Regions from separate parts of the Mus musculus genome. Here all the other regions are linked to region 3. Evidence: chromatin contacts called from public Hi-C, Micro-C and promoter capture Hi-C data. All regions are on one chromosome and are shown on one strand. Each heading gives the region's core, a stretch centred on a gene start, on an enhancer-like site or on the middle of the called end of the contact. The rest is flanking DNA. Distances are from core to core; before and after follow the strand shown.

What was found. A called contact is a pair of places that touch in the nucleus more often than the background predicts. Capture Hi-C pulls out chosen DNA fragments and counts their contacts.
Region 1: a promoter capture Hi-C map of adipose tissue shows a contact between it and region 3. The contact joins the promoter of Pdzd4 here to the promoter of Slc6a8 in region 3. A contact is called at or near these places in 11 of 39 promoter capture datasets (the 3T3-L1 cell line, the C10 cell line, cranial neural crest and 7 more), 1 of 484 Hi-C or Micro-C datasets (embryonic stem cells), 2 of 115 datasets of contacts at active chromatin or transcription factors (both in embryonic stem cells) and 3 of 9 other capture datasets (adipose tissue, liver and pancreatic islet).
Region 2: a promoter capture Hi-C map of adipose tissue shows a contact between it and region 3. The contact joins the promoter of Haus7 here to the promoter of Slc6a8 in region 3. A contact is called at or near these places in 13 of 39 promoter capture datasets (the 3T3-L1 cell line, 3T3-L1-derived adipocytes, the C10 cell line and 8 more), 7 of 484 Hi-C or Micro-C datasets (CD8 T cells, cardiomyocytes, embryonic fibroblasts and 3 more), 2 of 115 datasets of contacts at active chromatin or transcription factors (embryonic stem cells and memory CD8 T cells) and 3 of 9 other capture datasets (adipose tissue, liver and macrophages).
Region 4: a contact with region 3 is called in a Hi-C map of bone marrow-derived macrophages, with 39 read pairs. The contact joins the enhancer-like site here to the promoter of Slc6a8 in region 3. A contact is called at or near these places in 7 of 39 promoter capture datasets (the C10 cell line, the HPC-7 cell line, cranial neural crest and 3 more), 7 of 484 Hi-C or Micro-C datasets (the AML12 cell line, the C2C12 cell line, the MPC-11 cell line and 3 more), 3 of 115 datasets of contacts at active chromatin or transcription factors (bone marrow-derived macrophages, embryonic fibroblasts and extraembryonic endoderm stem cells) and 4 of 9 other capture datasets (adipose tissue, liver, macrophages and 1 more).
Region 5: a contact with region 3 is called in a Micro-C map of embryonic stem cells, with 2.3 times the contacts expected there. The contact joins the promoter of Arhgap4 here to the promoter of Slc6a8 in region 3. A contact is called at or near these places in 15 of 39 promoter capture datasets (the 3T3-L1 cell line, 3T3-L1-derived adipocytes, the SN4741 cell line and 9 more), 1 of 15 datasets of contacts at CTCF or cohesin (embryonic stem cells), 9 of 484 Hi-C or Micro-C datasets (3T3-L1-derived adipocytes, embryonic stem cells, muscle stem cells and 1 more), 20 of 115 datasets of contacts at active chromatin or transcription factors (the 230-238 cell line, the NIH/3T3 cell line, T-cell acute lymphoblastic leukemia and 9 more) and 4 of 9 other capture datasets (adipose tissue, embryonic stem cells, liver and 1 more).

The regions. Positions count from the first base shown.
Region 1 is chrX:73,823,322-73,826,731 of GRCm38.p6, forward strand. It overlaps Pdzd4 (PDZ domain containing 4), which reads right to left and starts at 1,648. Exons shown (of 8, transcript NM_001029868.2): 1 at 961-1,648. The coding sequence starts at 1,020.
Region 2 is chrX:73,456,999-73,460,743 of GRCm38.p6, forward strand. It overlaps Haus7 (HAUS augmin-like complex, subunit 7), which reads right to left and starts at 2,031. Exons shown (of 10, transcript NM_028633.3): 1 at 1,837-2,031; 2 at 976-1,091. The coding sequence starts at 1,941.
Region 3 is chrX:73,671,426-73,674,971 of GRCm38.p6, forward strand. Slc6a8 (solute carrier family 6 (neurotransmitter transporter, creatine), member 8) reads left to right here and starts at 1,708. Exons shown (of 13, transcript NM_001142809.1): 1 at 1,708-2,625. The coding sequence starts at 2,364. Gm32261 (predicted gene, 32261) reads right to left here and starts at 2,877. Exons shown (of 3, transcript NR_166888.1): 1 at 2,604-2,877; 2 at 1,254-1,389; 3 at 1-383.
Region 4 is chrX:73,541,753-73,545,379 of GRCm38.p6, forward strand. Atp2b3 (ATPase, Ca++ transporting, plasma membrane 3) reads left to right here. Exons shown (of 21, transcript NM_177236.4): 12 at 434-668; 13 at 3,311-3,490; 14 at 3,613-3,627. Among named protein-coding and RNA genes, the nearest start is that of Gm52443, 39 kb to the right of the region's middle. Within about 2 kb of position 2,164, at least 2 of the 459 cell types and tissues checked have an H3K27ac peak or open chromatin away from gene starts, as enhancers often do. A contact at or near this core is called in bone marrow-derived macrophages, where this site is marked.
Region 5 is chrX:73,909,251-73,912,797 of GRCm38.p6, forward strand. It overlaps Arhgap4 (Rho GTPase activating protein 4), which reads right to left and starts at 2,048. Exons shown (of 22, transcript NM_138630.2): 1 at 1,913-2,048. The coding sequence starts at 1,979.

The sequences.
Region 1 (3,410 bases), core at 398-2,897, 150 kb after region 3:
CTTTGGCTCCTGGTCCCGACTCCCTCTTTTCTCTACACTCAGCCCTAGTATATTTCAGTGCACATCATCCTGGACACATTTCACTAAAGTACTCTCAGGGTGCACACACAGAAAGTATAGACGCGCGGGGCTGGCAAGCCTCGGCGCACACACAGACGGGGCACAGGCACGCACTCACGTAGTCACGCCACGCACAGGCAAGGAAACCCCACTCGTGGCTGAGAAGGTGGCTCAAGGTGCAAGCGGGCAGCAGGGTATCTCCTGCCGCCCCGCACGCGTCGCTCTCAACACCCTCCTTGTCCTCAAGGCCCAACAGGCCAAAGCGGATGCCAACAGGCAGAGCACGTGCTGGGCACCACCGATCGATCCCCGCGTCACCCACTCACCCAAAATGCCTGAGGCCCTGAAATCGACAGTCGTGACTTAGTCTAGAGAGTGGATGGGAAAATGGGTACTCAAACCCAGCTCCATTGACGACGTTTTAAATCTGGCCTGCCAGGCCCGGGATTCGGCCTCTGTCCCGCAGGCACTTCACTGCTTCTTTGGGTCAGGCTCCAACCCTGGGACCATGTGCCGGGAATCCAGACCGTTGCTATGCAACCTCCATCCCGCGCGGGCCACTGAGCGCCTCACTGTCCCGGGACAGAATCTTAACTTCCCACCTGGGCTGATCTGGACACATGGTTAGTGGTCGTTACGCACTCGGAGTGCCAGGTGATGTGCCTTGAACACCTACATATCTTCTTCACCCAGTTCCTTCCATCCCTGGATGGTTCCCACAGGGCGCCAGCACCCAGCAACCCATAATCTGAGGGCGAGATCAGCTCCCTACCTTTTTCTCTCGAGCCCTCTCGCCCTCCCACACCTGCCTTTCTTGACTCTACCTGGCCCTCCCCCTCGGGGTTTACAGTTTTCCTAGGTCCGGCTGCGACCCTCTCCCCAGCAGCCCAGGCGCCCTACCTGAAGCATCACTTTGTACTGCTCCTCCGGTTTCTGGACCACACACATATTACATCCCATGATGCTGGCCGGCGAGGGAAAGAGGAGAGCGGGAAGAGGAAGGTATCTTTCACTGGCCAGTGCGTGGGACCACGGGTCCCGGGCCTGGGCCCGGGGCCATACCTTACCCCGGGGGGCCGAGCCGCCTAGCGGGGGAGGGGGGCACGCCCCCAAGAGGAAGGCAGCTCCAAGCCTCTCGACTTAACTCTTTGCTGGCCGAGGCCAGACACAGGCATGCTCCTTCGCACCCAGCCAGGGGAAAAAAAGGGCGGCGGGGGATGGGCGGGCGCGCCGGGCGTTGCCTGGCTACGGCCCCCCCACCCCAGGAGGCGCGGGAGCGCGCCTGCCCGCCGGGGCCGTCAGGGGCTGTCAGGGGCCGTGGGCCACACGGCTCCCCGCCCGCGGGGCCGGCCGCTGCCGCTGCCTTTGCCGCTGTCGTCTCCAGCTCCCGCCCATGGCCATCAGCCCCGGGAGTCCAGCCTCTGGGCTTGGCGACGTGGCCCGGCCCGCCGACGGAGAGGCGGCCAGGCCCACGCCAGCTGTAGCCTCGCAGGGTCCCGCTTCTCTAGCTCACGGCGCTCTCTCAGAGCCTGGCCCACAGCCGGTCGCTTGTCTCCAGCTCCTGCCTGGAACACCGGAACGCGCGCGCGCGCGCCCGCAGCAACAGCGGGGGAGGTGTGCGGAGAAGGGGCGCACGCGCGTGGGAGAAGCAGAGGCTGGGTGCGGGCGGGAGCGGCAGGGGGCCTCAGGAGTCGGCGCAGGGAGCTGAGGGCGGGGCCTGAGTCCCTGAGACCAGATAATGCCAATGTCCGAGGGCGAGGTGTCTAGTGGACCTGTCTGCTAGGTGTGTCCCTGAGAAAAGAGGATCCTGTCTGAAGAAGAAGCTTCCCTGGACTCCTGAAGAGAGTTCAGGGCCTTGGTCTCAAGGAGAGGCTATTTCACCCCTTTCCCAGGTTCTAAATGTATCAGCCCCAATGTCTGTACTCCTTCCTCTGTCTCTCTTTAAAGACTGGTTCCCTGCTTTAACTGAGCCATTCCCTTGCTATCTCTGAAACGGATACCTTTGTTTAGAAGAAAAACGTGGGGGTGCTGTAGGTGGCAAGAGAACTACAGAGAAGCCTCATTCTTTGGGGCCTTTATGGGCACCCCCCTTGCTTGCACTGAAACCGCTGTCTGTTTCTCAGTTCCAGCCTTCCCTCCTCACACTTCTCCTTTAGCCTCTTCCCTCCCACAGGCTGCCCCTCTTCTTGATAAACCAGAGGAAAAGATGGCCTTTGGCTAGATAACAATGACCGATTGAAAGCTAGGTTCCCAGAGGCTGCCTGAGAGAGCTGCTTAGCCCTCTTACCTGCAGAAGATCCTTTGATAAAATTGTCTGGTCTTTATCTCCAGGCTCTGGCGAGTGAGGGGATTTATAACAGCATAGAAATGTTTAATTAACAGTATTGGGGGAGGCTGCTTCAATACTTTTCCTTTCCACCCCCACTTTGGTTCAAAAGACAGAAATAGGAATAACCTGAAATCCAGAAAGGAAGTATGAGTGCTTATAAACTGTCTTTCCCAGAAAGCAAAACTTGAGCCTTTCAGGAGATGACCAGTAGATCTTCCTGAGGAATACCCTTTTTGAGAGCTCAGTACAAATGTCTGTGGATGGGAGGCACTGTGTTTAGATCAGCCCCGGGGAGAGGAGATGGACCCTAGTCCTTCCACCATGGTTACTGCCACAACAGCCCCCTCTGCCCTGTAATTTGAGCTTCCTCATGCCTACAGCATAAGATCTAGATCACCTTACTTCAAGAGCAGTCTCTTAGAAATATCCTCTCCAAATCTTTTTACCTTCTAATTGTATGTATTTCACCAAGGTCCTGACCAGTCATCAAAAACATTTTCCCCCAGCCTAGCCCACAGAACTTAGCACAAGTCTTTCTTCCTTCCTTCCTTCCTTCCTTCCTTCCTTCCTTCCTTCCTTCCTTTCTTCCTTCCTTTCTTTCTTTCTTTCTTTCTTTCTTTCTTTCTTTCTTTCTTTCTTTTTTCAAGACAGGGTTTCTCTATGTAGCTATAACTGTCCTGAAACTTGCTCTGTAGATCAGTTTGGCCTCCAACTCAGAGATCCTCCTGCTCTGCCTCCCAAGTGCTGGAATTAAAGGTATGAGCTATTACTACCTACCTAGCAGGATTGGCCATTTCTTCCTCTACAAAAGGGTATGGCTTCCATGGAGGCTTTCCCTCCCAAATATCCCTCAGATCAGCAGCATGCTTTTCTTTATCCTGACATGAGCTAACTCATAAAGGAACTAGATTGCAATTGAGCCCCTGCCTGAGTTCATGTGTATGAGCTTAGGAGAAATGGCAGGACCATAGAAGCAGGTGGCATGGGGACTAAATTACCTGTTCACATATGTTGTTGAGGC
Region 2 (3,745 bases), core at 781-3,280, 210 kb before region 3:
AGGTAAATCTCAAGACCCCCATTGTTATGGTCTGATCTTCATACTAATAAAACTCAATGGGTGGAATAATAAGAAAAAAAGATTGTATGGAGGCTAGAAGCTTCCAGTACTAGGCCTAGGTTAGCAGACGGAGGAAGTAAGCCCATGAGATGACAATTACATCAGGTAAATAATAGTTACTTTTACAGAGAGATGAACCCATATATAGGCTCCCAGTCTTATTTTTAAAGAAGGTTTATTGCTACACCACCCATTCATTCCTGTACATGCTGCCTGCCTATGCTGCTGTTGTGCTACCCTGGCAAGACTGAGTTGGAACAGTAGCTGTCCCTTCATATAAAATGCCTTGCTGAGCTCTATTTTAAGACACTAGAAGGCCCCTATAGTAAAAGAAGCTCTGATGACTTGGCTGTGCAGCCCTGGCCTTCAGGGTTAAGCACACAGATAAGCTCAACAATGAGGCTCTCGAGTAAGCATCTGGCCTTGAGAGCTCCTAGCTGGACAGAACTGGTTCCACAGAAAACTGCAAGGAAAAACTCCAACAACTTCCATTCCACTGAAAAGGCCTAGGCTGTCCTAGAAGCACTGCCCTCAGGATGGACTAAGAAAAACCTCTGTTCTTTGCAAGTTGGGGTAGAAAAGAAGGGAAACAATCTAGAAGGCCCGTTTCTGTCACTGGGTTTCTGGGCAACGTCCCTCTCTGATCATCAGGTGCTGTCCAAGCTGACAGTAATCAGAGCTCAGTGACAAGAACCACATCATATAGCCTCAACACAATCAAAAGCCCAGGAGGCCTGGTGCAGAAAGGGCTTTCATTAAAGTCCATCTTGTACTGCCAGGGCCACCTCCCCACCATCTTGGTCATGGCTCAGTTAGCTTTCCTGGAGCTGGCTTGGTTATGGGACCCTCTAAAATGACACATTCCCATCTCCCCCAGAAGACACTTCATGGAAAGGAAAGAACAAAGAGCATTACCGTATACACATCCATTCCAGTATGTCCAACCGGTACTTTGAGGGCCTACACAGCAGCTCCATAATTGTCTTTGGTTCTGTAATATACAGGCCGTCGAGGAAGGGGCAGTTTACACCCTAAACAAGGAAAAGGCAAGTCAGAGGAAGCCGGTTACTGTGGGGTGGCTAAGCATTTCTATCAGTTTGTGCCCCTTCCTGGCCTTGTCAAAAGTTCAAGTCCCTCATCTTCACCCTACATTTGCTCCTGTGACTTGCTGCCCCACCACTTTTAAGTGTGTTCCCTCTGGGTTTCACGGCCATAAAACTAGGAACATGCCTGAGAATGGGTTAAGAAGACTACGATTAAATCTGAGGGGCAGTGGAGGGAGACTGAAAGTGATCACTGAGTCAGTAGCAAGGGGAGATGGGAGGGAGGTTAGCAAGGGGTTCAATGGGCCTGGGATAGCTCCCTAACTTTACACGGTCATGCTCCTCACTGCTGCATGTACCTTAAACCCACCTGGAGGTCACTGTCTCTGACCCAACAAAACGGCAAGGTGTTCAGCCCATCTGTCCCCTCAAACCCAACTCCACCCACTTCCAGCTCTTTGAGATTGGGGCCCGCGTTCTCCATTTTTCATGGGCTCCAAGTCCCCAGCCTCAATCTTGCAATGGTCTGTTGGAACAGCACGAGCAGAGGTCCGAGGACTCCAAAGACCTAAGACAGATGGTCCGCAAGTCGCCCCCCCCCCCAAAGCTTTGCCAGGGCCTGCCACTGTGGACCCCTGTGGTGCGGTCAATGTCCACAGGAAGCTCCAAATGGCACTGGGACGGGGCCCCACCTGGTCCCCTATCAAGGAGCGGTTCCCCTGGCTCACAGTACCTTCAGCTTCTCGAACACCTCTACAGCTGCCTTGACCACGCAGTCATCACCCACATCTTTGTAGTAGCTGTCATCAGACCCGGCACCGGCACCCTCCTCCGCCATGTTTCGCGCTCTGAACTACAACTGGTTCACGCCCCCCAAGCTTACAGGCCGCCGCCACACTGCTAAAAGCTCACCAGTTTCTTAGGTCTCTCCGCCCACCAACCCGCGCGGCAGGAGCGAAGCCAACCATCGGGACGGGCGTCACAAAGGCCCACCCTCTTTTCCAACAAGCCTTCCCATTGGGCTGCCGCTCTGTCACTGCCTGCGCGCACCTCAGGGAGCAGGGTGCAGAGAAGAGGGTTGGGCGAGGATAGGACAGAGGCGGGCTAAAGGCGGGGCTGGAGGGGAGAGGCAGAGAGGAGGAGGCGGGCCGAGTAGGACTTAACCAAAAGCTGAGTAGCTCCTTTTAGAGGCAGAAGTGAGGGACTCAAAGAGGTCGGGCTCATCCAGGAGGAGGCGCTCCTACCTTGTTCAGGTTCTCTTTGGCAGTAGATGGATCCTGACTGATGAAGGCAAGCTTTGATAGAAAAACTAAGACCATTTCTCGGCCCAAAGTTCTGTCTTGTCTCCTTTGCACACAAAGTCAGAGGGAAAGTTCTTAAATTCAAATCTGGCTCTGCCAATCACAGGCTGTGTGACTTTTGTTTTGGTTTGTGTGGTCTGTTTTGTTTGGAGAACTTTGAACCAGGATTTGGCTTTGTAGCCCAGACTGACTTCAAACTTGTGATCCTCCTGCCTCAGCCTTCAATGCACTGTGATAACAGGTAAGCATTACCACACCCAGAAAACTTTGGGCCAGTTACCTAACCTCTCTGTGCTTCCTTGCCCTCAAATAAATGTTGGATAATGAGAGCACCTACTTCATTGGTTTACAAATGAAGATGAAAAGAAGCAATCATTTCTATGAAATTCCTAAGGTGAAGTCTGACAGGTAAATGTTCATTGTTATCATTATGCTGACCAGGCCCCACATCTCCATCCTACCTTTGGCTTTCATGGATGCTCTTGTGTCTCATTCCCACTCAGTCCGCTTAAAAATCTCTCTGTAGCCGGTTGTGGCGGCACACGCCTGTAATCCCAGCACTTGGGAGGCAGAGGCAGGCGGATTTCTGAGTTTGAGACCAGCCTGGTCTACAGAGTGAGTTCCAGGACAGCCAGGGCTACACAGAGAAACCCAAGAAACCCTGTCTCAAAAAAAAAAAAAAAAAACTCTGTATCTCAGATTCAGTGAGAGGCCCTGTTTCAAAAAGTAAGATGTCTCAGCCATTAAGAAATCTTAATGGCTGGTGCTCTTGCAGAAGACCCAGGTTTAGTTCCCAGTACCCATGTGGCAGGTCACAACCAGCTATAACTCCTGTTCCAGAAGACCCAAAGCCCTCTTCTAAACTCCTTGAACACAGCATGCATATGGTGCATAGACATAAATGCAAATAAAGACGCATGCACATAAAAATAAATATTTAAAAATAATGTAGAGAACAACTGAAAAAGATACCCAACAATGACCTTTGGCCTGTATACTCTCACATACTCTTCCCATATATATGTGTGGGAACGCGCACACACACACACACACACACACACACACATAGGGAGAGTTGTTGCTAGCAGGCAACTGAAGTCCTCTAACTGGAGAGGTCTCTCAGTGGAATCCTGGAAGGAGGGAGTAGGCAAGAGCTTGGGGGTAACAGGAAAGGGCCCTCAGACTGGCCCTGCTGAGGAGCCAGGGCCTAATTCCTTATAATATCAAGCTCTTCAGAGCCTCCCAATTTCAGCTGAAAAAAATCTGAGTAGAGGAAGGCCTAGAAACTTGGTTCAGGGGCTCCATTCTTTGCAAAGTATTTAGTATTTCTATCCTCCACAA
Region 3 (3,546 bases), core at 458-2,957:
TCAGAAATCTGCCTGCCTCTGCCTCCCGAGTGCTGGGCTTAAATGCGTGCGCCACCACTCCTGGCACTGACAAGCAGGATCTTAAATTCCCAATAGAACCCATATCCAGTTCCCACTTCTACAGCCTGATTTTCCTGCTATTGACTGGACTCTGCCCAACCTCATCCAGATAACTGTTGTAGCAGCTCCTTTTCCTTTGCAGATCTTTATACTGCAATGGAGTCCTTTGTGCTCATTCCTTGGGATCCTCTTTTTTCTTCTCTTAAATGACCCCTCTCCTTGTTCCTTGGATGGCTCCAGATCTTCCAGGATATATGTGCTATGAGTAACTATGAGTAACTCTTCTATGGCCTTTGTTTCTCCAGGAGGACTTTGGTTCCATGCTGGAACAAACATGGCTCAAGTTAGGGTTTTGTGATGAGCAAGCAAATACACACACACACACACACACACACATACACACACACACACACACACACGAGAGAGAGAGAGAGAGAGAGAGAGAGAGAGAGAGAGAGAGAGAGAGATCTTCCTGATAGCCTGGGTGGAGATGCTGCCCCTCCTTCCCTCACCTATCAGGCTCAATCTGGCTCTGGCTGGAACTGCTTTTCTTTCTAAAGCTGCCGGATGGCTGCGGGCTTAGCTTGATGGGATGAGCCATCTGGGGACTTTGGTGTCTGATCAGATCAAGGAATTTGGGATTGAAATGGGCACGCCTCACCTTTCTAGTCCACCCCAGGCTAGTGTTGGCCTTGGAAAATTCCCAAGAAGCTGCTCTGCTGATGAAGAGGCCTAGAAGTCCCTGAGCAGGCAGGTTACTGAGCTTAGAGGGAGGGTCTGTACATCTACCAGGCACCAGGGGGCAGCCTCACCCTATTCTTACCCCAGTATCTATAGATCACAAGCCCTACCCACCCCCACATCAGGCAAAAGGTGGACAAAAGGTGAGTTATCATGGAGTCCCCTTCTGTACCTTGGTGACAAATTGTAACTCTGATCTTCGACCAAGCAAGCTACCCTTTGCCCACTCTGGAGACAAACAGAAATTGATCACACACAAAGCTGATACCATGATCCTCAGCCTCCAGGCTGTATCTTTGAGGAGGCCTAAATGTCTTGAGACAGCTCAGTACTTCTGGCAAAGTTCCACAGAACTCTTGGAGGACGATTCCCCCCCCCCCCCCACACACACACACACACTCCAGGCCAGCGCAGGGACAGTCCTTCAGAAGGCAATCGCACAGGGCACTTACTTTGGTGCAGGGACCAAGAAACTTTGCACCTGGATATCCAACTCTCCCTAGGTCCTAATTGGGAAGTGAAGAGGAAACATTAGGCAGGCAGGACAACCTTGGTGAAGGATGGTCCACCGGGAAACGAGATTCCAGGCTAGAAAGAGTGGAGAGAAGGGAGAAGGACTAAGGATGTCTGGAGGTCAACTAGAGACTCCGTTTTCCTGGTGGTTCAGAAAAACCTGAGGGGACTTTGACCCGACCTGAGCCAGGTGATCCTGGAACGAATGGAGGTTCGGCCCACGAAAAGAAAGTGCTGGCCAGCGCCCCAGGTAGCAGCCATCCTGCTCCCAACTGGAGCAGCGTCTCCTCTAGAGGAGGAGGTAGGCGGAGTGACAGGGAGGGCGGGATGGAGGGGGAGGGGGGGAGCGGTCGGGTCGTGGGGGTGGGGCGACAGTGACATCACCGGGAGTTGGTTCTTAAGCAGCAGCGGGTCGCGTCGGGAAAGAGAGGGACAGTTGGAGTGCCAAGGCGAGTCTTTGAGTCCGCCGCGGCCCGGAGAGCGGCTGTAGCCGCCGCCGCCGGGAAGGAGGGGGCTAGTCGTACCCGGGACCACCGGAGCCGCCAGCGCCAGGAGAGCCGCAAGCGAACAGGACAGCCACTTGGGGCTGGGCCGGGGCCGCGGGCCTCAGGCCCCTTGCTCCGGCCGCCGCTTGCAGACAGTGGGCTTCCGATGCCACCCGCGACGCGCTAGGGTGAGCCTCCGGCAGGGCGAGCAGTCCTCGCTGCAGCCGCCACCGCCGCCCGAGCCGCGGGCAGGAGTCTCGGGAGCCGCCGCCGCCCGGCCAGGCTCCACCGCCGCCCGCGCGCTCCCGGGCCCCCGACACACATGAGATTCTTCAGGCTCACTTTCAAGTGCTTCGTGGACTGCTTCTGACTGCGCCGCCCCCGCCGTCCCGCACCCCTCCCGCCCACCCGTCGCCCCGTCCCCCGGCCCGGCCGCCCCCGAGGCCCCCGGGCGGGCCCGCGCTTTCGGGGCCCTCTCTCCAGGTGCCACCGGAGCCCCCTCGCCCGCCCGCCACCCTCGAGGCGCCGCGACCCCCGGCCCGGCCTCACGGCCCCGCTGGGGCCATGGCGAAAAAGAGCGCTGAAAACGGTATCTATAGCGTGTCTGGTGACGAGAAGAAGGGTCCTCTCATCGTGTCCGGGCCCGACGGTGCCCCAGCCAAGGGCGATGGCCCTGCGGGCCTGGGGGCGCCTGGCGGCCGCCTTGCAGTGCCACCGCGAGAGACTTGGACACGCCAGATGGACTTCATCATGTCGTGCGTGGGCTTCGCCGTGGGCCTCGGTAACGTGTGGCGCTTCCCCTACCTGTGCTACAAGAACGGCGGAGGTGAGTGCCTTGCCCCTGAGCATCCTGGCTTTTCATCAGGGACCAATTCCAACCCCAGCCTGCCACAGGCCCACCAGAGCAGTGGGGCAAAGTCCAGAGGGTAGGGAGGCCCGCCCAAAGCGGGTGGAGGCCATGGTGCCCCCTCACCAACCAAGCGTTCTGTGACCCAGCACAGCGGCCTCCACCCCCCTCACCGGTCATGTGCCTGGCAGTGTGGAAGAGAGGCAATCAAGGGTAGCTTCCAGATGAACTGAGGGGCTGCCTCTCAGACTTCCAGTCCAAACTGGGAGTGATTGGCCACTGAGGTGGGAAGGGAAGCCCTGCCCCCCAATGGAGGGGGCTCTAGGAGGTGAGGAGCCCTAGTTGCCCTCATGGGTCAGGCACACAAGTGACACATTGTGTGGACCCCCCCACGTGTACACATAGGAATACGTACACACACACAATGGGCCACTCTGTCCCTCCCCCACACTCTCCTCTACCCTCCCTCTTCTCCCTTTTCTCCTCTCCCCTCCCCTCTGGCCCAGGCTTGGAACACTGGGTGCTTGAGCCAGGCTTGGGATGTCTGCGGCCTGGCCCGCCTGGCGCCGCCACTAGACAGGCTTCATGCACATCCCATGCTCAGTTGCCTAAGCCCAGCTTAGCAACAGTAGTGGGTGCTTGTCTGTCCTGGGACTACAAAGCAGCACTGGATTTCTGGAGAACTGAAGCAGCTGGGTGATGGGTGAGAAACTGAGTCCCAGAGTGGAGGCCTCTGTCCAAGGTCACACACAGAAGGATGCTGGGAGCAGGAGCCCAGTAAACTGCAATTAACTCTGTCACTGAGTAGCAGAGAAAGCTGATCCTGTGCAGATAGGGTCCTAGAGAGCAGTAAAGAGGAATAGGTCAGAGCTGCAGCTGCTCAGCTCTCCCCTCTTCCTA
Region 4 (3,627 bases), core at 914-3,413, 130 kb before region 3:
TGTCTCAGAAACAAAACAAACAAATAACAACTAAGAACAATAATCTAGTTCATTCTGGCTTTTACACAAATACACACACACACACACCATAAATTTATTACCTCAAATTCCTGGTGGCCAGAAACCTAAAGTCAAGGTGTGGTCTAAGTTGTGTGCTCTCTCTTAGGGTGGGAAGAGGGGATCTTTGTTTGCCTCTCCCAAGTTCTGCTGCTAGTATGCAGCTGCATCCCCCCAGTTTCTCAACTGTGATCACATGGTCTTCTCCCCTGTCTGCGCACCTCTGCATCCTGTTTTTTGTATGTGTGTTTGTTGGTTGGTTGGTTTTTTAATAATATCATTGGCTAAGGTCCCATCCTAATCCAGTATGACTGGCACTGTTTCCTTTTGTTCACTCCCTGCCCCTACCTACCCCACTACCCCTGCCCTGCCCCAGGTGTACAAACATCTTAAACAGCAATGGTGAACTCCGAGGATTTCGTCCTCGGGACCGGGATGATATGGTGAAGAAGATCATTGAGCCTATGGCTTGTGATGGCCTCCGCACCATCTGCATTGCCTACAGGGACTTCTCTGCTATCCAGGAGCCTGATTGGGACAATGAGAATGAGGTGGTTGGTGACCTTACCTGCATAGCTGTTGTGGGCATCGAGGACCCTGTGCGACCTGAGGTAGCTGCCCTCTTTCTGGAAGCTGCTGTAGTAACTATTCCCCAGGTTCAAGGTTGTCCAGTAGGTAGCAGGGTAGCTTTTTCCACACTGGATCTGCACACCGTAGGCTTGGAACACAAACACACATGGCAAGAGCCTCTTTCTCCCACCTTCCTAGATCTTACACCTCTTTCTGTCCTATTTATAGATAAAGCAGCATGGAAAACAGAGACTTGGAGTCTCTCAAGGCCATGGGCGCTTCCTTAGTGCTTTTGATCCCCTTGCCAAGCTCTCTTGTCCTTGACCTATGGGAATTCTGTGGAACCTATGGAAGTTTGCAGCTGTGATAGAGGCAAAATGGGGGGGGGGGGGAGTAGATCTCAAGGATCATGTGGCTGAAGCAAACACAAAATCAAAAGGGATGTCTGTGGTGGCCTTGACATTGGGAAGTCCCTAAAGCCTTTGACTTGAGCACTTTTTGTGTGATGGTTATATTTGTTGGTCTTTAAAGATGGGAGATCCTCAAGAAAATAGTGTGAAAGGGCCCTCTATCTTCCCAGCCCTGTCTGTTGGTATCCACCTCATGTTAGACTACTTGATCCTGCCCTTTAGCCTGAGCTTTGGCTCTGACAGGGGATGAGAAAGAAGCTGTGCATAAAGGATCACAAAGCAAAGACACTCAGTTCTAAAACAAATACTCCCTGAATGTAAAGAGTAGACATGGGTCACTCTCAGCAGAACACCCCTGTACTCAGTTGGGGATGGACTGGGCTGGCAGCAGAGTGAGCCCTGGAGCCAGCTGTGCAGTGATATTTTTGAAGATTTTCACCTCAGAAAATGTGAAACACAGATACATGTTGAGAAAGATATAACGAGGACCCAACCTCAGTGAGTACCTTGGGGAGTTCAGGGTAGAAACTCAGGACACGAAGAGCCTATTTCAGCGGTCCAAGGGAAAAGGTCAGTTCCTCTGTGGCTTAACGTGCTTGAGAGGGAGTTCCGCCATAAAGTTACTGGGGAGACCTGACATCAAGTCCTGATTCTGAGGCAAGCACAAGGGAAACCTCCATGGGTCTTAGTCAAATTTGCTGGGCTCTGGAAAGTACAGGATAGCCACCAGAGGGAGACAGAGAACTATGTCCACAGAAAGTCCAGCAGATGGACTGGAGTGGACCTGGGAACTTCTACAGGCCTCTACTCCCTGCTGTGATATGGGGGGCTTGATAAGATAGGGAATGGGTCACAATAGACAAGGAGGGAACAGGCTGCTCTACAAAGGAGGGTATCCTTTGGAGGAAGTGTTCCTACCACCTGGCTAGGGGACTAAGAGCTTAGAGACTGCATATGTGGGTAGGCCTTGGAGTAGTGGCTGCACCTGGATTCTGGGGTGAACCTTTGCCAAGCTCCTAGCTCTTAGGCTCATTATGGTCACTTGGCAGCAGCAGAGAAGAAGGCTTCCAGCCACTTTGGGAAATGAAGCTGAAGAGCTGCCTCATTCTCCTGATTGACAGGAAGTTCTCTTTACTGAAGGTCTTATGCAGCACCTTAAGACCTTAAGAGAACAGGATGTGTTCTTGAGATTTAGTATAAGGAGACACCACACACACACACACACACACACACACACACACACACACACACACACGGGGGTGGGGGTGGGGAGGGTGAACTATCACAGCTAGACTTTGCTCAAGGCCTGTCCTTCCCTATCACTTGACAGTTCTGCCTTTGATTATTGGATCACTGTCAAAGCCTTAAGTAGAGACTCCTCTGCTCTTGCTCACCACCCTCTATTTGCTTACTGGCTATCCCCAAACTGCTCTGTCCATCTGTGCCCACCCTACCTTCTCTAGTCTCCATAGGCCAGGGGAATAGGCTAGATCTAGATACCTCCTACATTCTTTCCTCCTCAGGTTCGAAGGGAACTCACTAAAGAATTCACAGACCTAGGCCTTGCCTCATTCAATTCTTCAAACTCTGAACTGGCCCTCCTCCCCACCTATGCTATTCCATCTTGCCTGTTTTGTCCCTTCTGCATCCCCAGGGCCTGAAGAGCCACACATATCATGTTTGGAAACTGCCCTTTCCATCTGTCCACTACTGGAATGATGTTAAAACCCCTAGGCTGGTCTCATGGCTTCCCACCCTGTTGGCTTGTTTTGTGCTTTGTGCTTGGAAGTTCTCTTTCTTTCTCCTTAGTTCTAGAATGCTATACTATTTGAAAAAGAAATGCATGCATTGTAACCCCAAGTAATGTTCCACATCCTCTAGTGAATAGATTGTGTAAAATCTACAGCTGAGACAAAGATTAATTCCTGAGGAAAATAGTTGAGTTCTATATCAAAAAAAAAAAACAAAAACAAAAACAAACTAGACAAGAGAGGGAAACATTCATAGCTAGGTCTATATATCTGCTCATTTCTGTGGCCAGGCACAGTGAAGGAGATGGCAGGAGACAGTTGGCTAGTGGGCTGGGGAGAGTACCTGCCCACTGTAGACCATCCTCGGAACTCCTTCACACCACACTCCACGAACCCTGAACTGGAACCATAGGGTTCACTGTACTGATAGATTTGCTGGGACTTGGGATCCTGAAGATCTGTTCCAAACACAAAATATGGGATTGTCTTGCCAGCCCCACCCATCACTCTTATATCTCCCAGGTCCCTGAAGCCATTCGAAAATGCCAGCGTGCTGGCATCACAGTCCGTATGGTGACTGGAGACAACATCAACACTGCCCGGGCTATTGCAGCTAAGTGTGGCATCATCCAGCCAGGAGAGGACTTCCTGTGCCTGGAGGGGAAGGAATTCAACAGAAGAATTCGAAATGAGAAAGGCGAGGTAGCTCCCTGCATCTCTGTCCTGAGCTTCTGCTTTCCCCATCCCTCTGCTAGCTTCCTAGTCATCCCAGCCACAGTGCCTGTCTGCAGTCTAGACTCTGATGTCTCTCTTATTTCCTCCAGATTGAACAGGAGCGG
Region 5 (3,547 bases), core at 798-3,297, 240 kb after region 3:
ACCAGCAGATCACACTATTGTGTGGATTCTCCAGTAACAGCAATAGCAGTTCTGCTTCCGAACATGCACACCAGCTGCTGTCAAAGAGCTATAGATTACAAGCCAACTGCATCTGAGGTCCACAGAAGGCAGGAAACTGCTGTTCCAAGACTCCAGGTTGTAGCAGAGCTTTCAGATCTCAGCTCAAAAAACCCTGATCCCCAACCAAGCTCTGGCCCTTGTCTAGCCCCAGTGTGCTCTTGGGACCTTGGTTGTCCTTTGTAGTGGCTATTATCATACATGAAATCAGCTGTGCACTTGGTTGTTTACTGCTTTTCTCTCCTCAGACCTGTGAACCTCAGAAGGGCAAGGACTGCTTCTCTCATATACAATAAGGGAGTCACAGAGGCTGCAGCAAAATAGATGTAGTAAAAAAAAAAAATCTGGGTGTGATGGCATATGCTTGTCATTCCTAGCCCTGGAAGTTTGAGGCAGGGGATGTTGCAAGTTCCAGGCCAGCCTGAATAAAATAATGAGTTCAATACTATCCTGCTGTACATACCAAGCTCCAATCCTACTCACACAAACAAACAAACAAACAGTTGACAAAAAAGAGTGAGAAATCCTGCATATTTGCATTGCAAAGCTGGGACCCAGGCCCCCTAGCACTTCCTGTGAGCCAGGCATTCACTCTCACTTCTGCTGACCAGCAAAGCAGAATGCATTGTCCTCCAAACCACGACTATGCGACCTTTTAGAAATTAGAGTGCCAAAACAGTGCCCCTGTTCCAGCATGATTGGAAGACTTTCTTTTGAGGGAGGCTGGTGAGAAATAATAGCCACAAAGGCTGAACACCCTGAGTGAGCAAGGGCCATTTAAAAGATATTCTAGGGCCAAACTCCAATTTCTCTTGATGGGAACTAACCGGCCTGTGTTTGCTGACTGAAGACATTTCAAGGTCCTTAGGCTTCAGGACATTTTGAGGAAGTAGGATGGAATCATTGTCTCCATCTGCTGGCTCACCCTCTGCAATCACCTCAAGCTGCCTCTGGACACCAAGATGAGGAGGTCTGGGTCAAACTTTCAAAGGCAGTTATGCTCTCCACTATAACAGCAACACATCATGAAGATACACTTTGTTATAAGTTGCTTGCACCAAATAAGTACATTGGAATTTCATCTACAGGTTGGAAAACTCCAAGGATCATATTATTTCTTCTCTTATGAGCCATTGTGCTCTGTGACAGGTAAGTCACTGTGTTTGTATCCAAAGTCTTTGGAAATAGGAAGAGAGCCAAGATATCTGGAAGCAACAAGCAAGTGGGGGTGGGGGTGGGGGTGAGGGAGGTTAGACACTGCCTCCTTTCCTGTGAAAGAGTTACCTACCACACCCTGAAGAAATGAAGCTGTCAGCAAAGAACTCACAAAGCTCATTTGCATGTGATTTGCATAGAAGTGTTTGCCCAAATCCAGAGGTCTAATAGCCTAAGGCTGTAAAGCCATCCCAGTTGAATTTCTCTAACCCATATTCAGTCTCCTAGCTTGACCCAAGACCAACCACCCTAAACCTGCAAGCTAATACAGTGCCAAAGGGAGGTGAAGGTGCTAAGAATTCATAGATTCTAGTGGTGTTAAGAGTGAGGTGTCAGGCTACCAACAAAGTCAAAGTGGCCCATTATACTCCAACTAGAAAGCCACCCTCTCAGTCTGTCCTTCCCTCGGGCTACCACAGTCATTGCTGCCTGAGTGAGCAACAGGCGACCCAAGTTGGCTAAGGAGGCGAGAGGGAGGGCTTGGGCAGGCAGTTGAGGCCAAAGAGGCTTCAAGAAGCAGGGCTTGGACTCCCTTCTCCACCCTGCTCCAGGCACCCCTGAGATCAGCAGCGGACACTTGGGGTCTCCCCTGTAAACCAGGACTAAAGCACCCTCTCACCTTTGACCTGTGCGTCATACTCAGGTTGTAGCCCCCGCTCCCGCCGCAACTTCCCGTGCGCCGCCATGGCCCAAGGCCGTTCGCGACTTCGAGTCCCAATGCTCCCACGCGGAAGCGAGGCGAGACCGCCAAGTGCAGGGACTAGGGGCGCCAAGGCCAGCACCCTCCGCGGGCCCCGCCCCGCCAGCCCCGCCCCCAGCACAGTCCCCGGAGGGGCGGGGCGACTTGGACCTGGCACTGCCCGGGTGGGCCTCTGAAAGTCTAGGCACCCCTTTTCAGGCTCATCTCTCTTGAGACAAGTTGCTCCTCTACCTAGATACCTTGAGCCCAAAGAGTCAACATAAAGCAGCAATGCAAGACAACCTCAACATGTCTGGGACCACCTGCTGCTGTTCCTCATTATCTGCAGAAACCTATCTGTGGTTCCCATTGTCAGACAACACCCCTATGGCCACTAGCCCTCAATACTAATGGACAATGGCACCATAGCTGCTCCAGGCTCCTAGGTGGTCTGCCTCTGAAGCCTTCCTGGACATCAGATGCCACCCTCCTTCCAGAGTCATAGCCCATAGTGAGGCCTATGGGAGTTCAGACAGCTGAATGGGAAGTTGTAGGCTTATGCTCTCCCTGGGCCCCCTGAGGGGGAGGGAGCGGGGTTCAGCTACAGTTCCCCTTCTACTCAGCCCCAAAGGAAAGAACTAGCCTCATTTCCCCATAGGTAGTTACCACTTCCTGCTGCCGGAAGAGATTATTTTTGTCTCTTTTCCCTTCCATCTTGCACCTGTAGGGACCTATACCAGTGGGGGCTTTGAACCAGCCTAGAAACAACTCCTACTGCCTCCTTTATCCAAGGATGATGGTGATTTTATTCACCCCCATCAACTCTAAGTCATAAGGCAAGATCTACTTATTAATTTGTCATGTTTTGTTTTGTCTCATTCACAAGGCTTCACTTTGTAGCCCTGGTTGGCTTTACACAATCCAGGCTGGACTCAAACTCTGCCTCTGTCCCAAGGGCTAGGATTGCATATGTGCACAACCACAGCAGGCTCTTCTAGTCAATTAGGAAGGCAGGAGGCAGGTGACAAGCCATCTGTCTTTAGTTCATTGGAGAGAAAGCCCTGGGGTATACAGACTGTGGGCGATAGGCAAGATAACTTACAAAACATGCTTGAAGGTACTAATACAAGGGCATCCACACCTGTACTTACATGCATGGATGTCAAAGTGCATGTGAGCACTTGTAAGCCTGACATGGAGATTTGGCAGGAGGGAAGACTGTTCTGGACTTTCAACTGTGTTCAATCTTTTTTTTTTTTTTTTAAGATTTATTTATTGTTATATGTGAGTACACTGTAGCTGTCTTCGACACACCAGAAGAGGGCATCAGATCACATCACTGATGGTTATGAGCCACCACGTGGTTGCTGGGATTTGAACTCAAGACCTTTGGAAGAGCAGTCAAAGCTCTTATCACTGAGCCATCTCACCAGCTTCAATCTTGGTTTTTTTTTGTTGTTGTTGTTTCGTTTTTGGTTTTTTTTTTTTTGGTTTTTCGAGACAGGGTTTCTCTGTGTAGCCCTGGCTGTCCTAGAACTCACTCTGTAGACCAGTTTGGCCTCGAACTCAGAAATC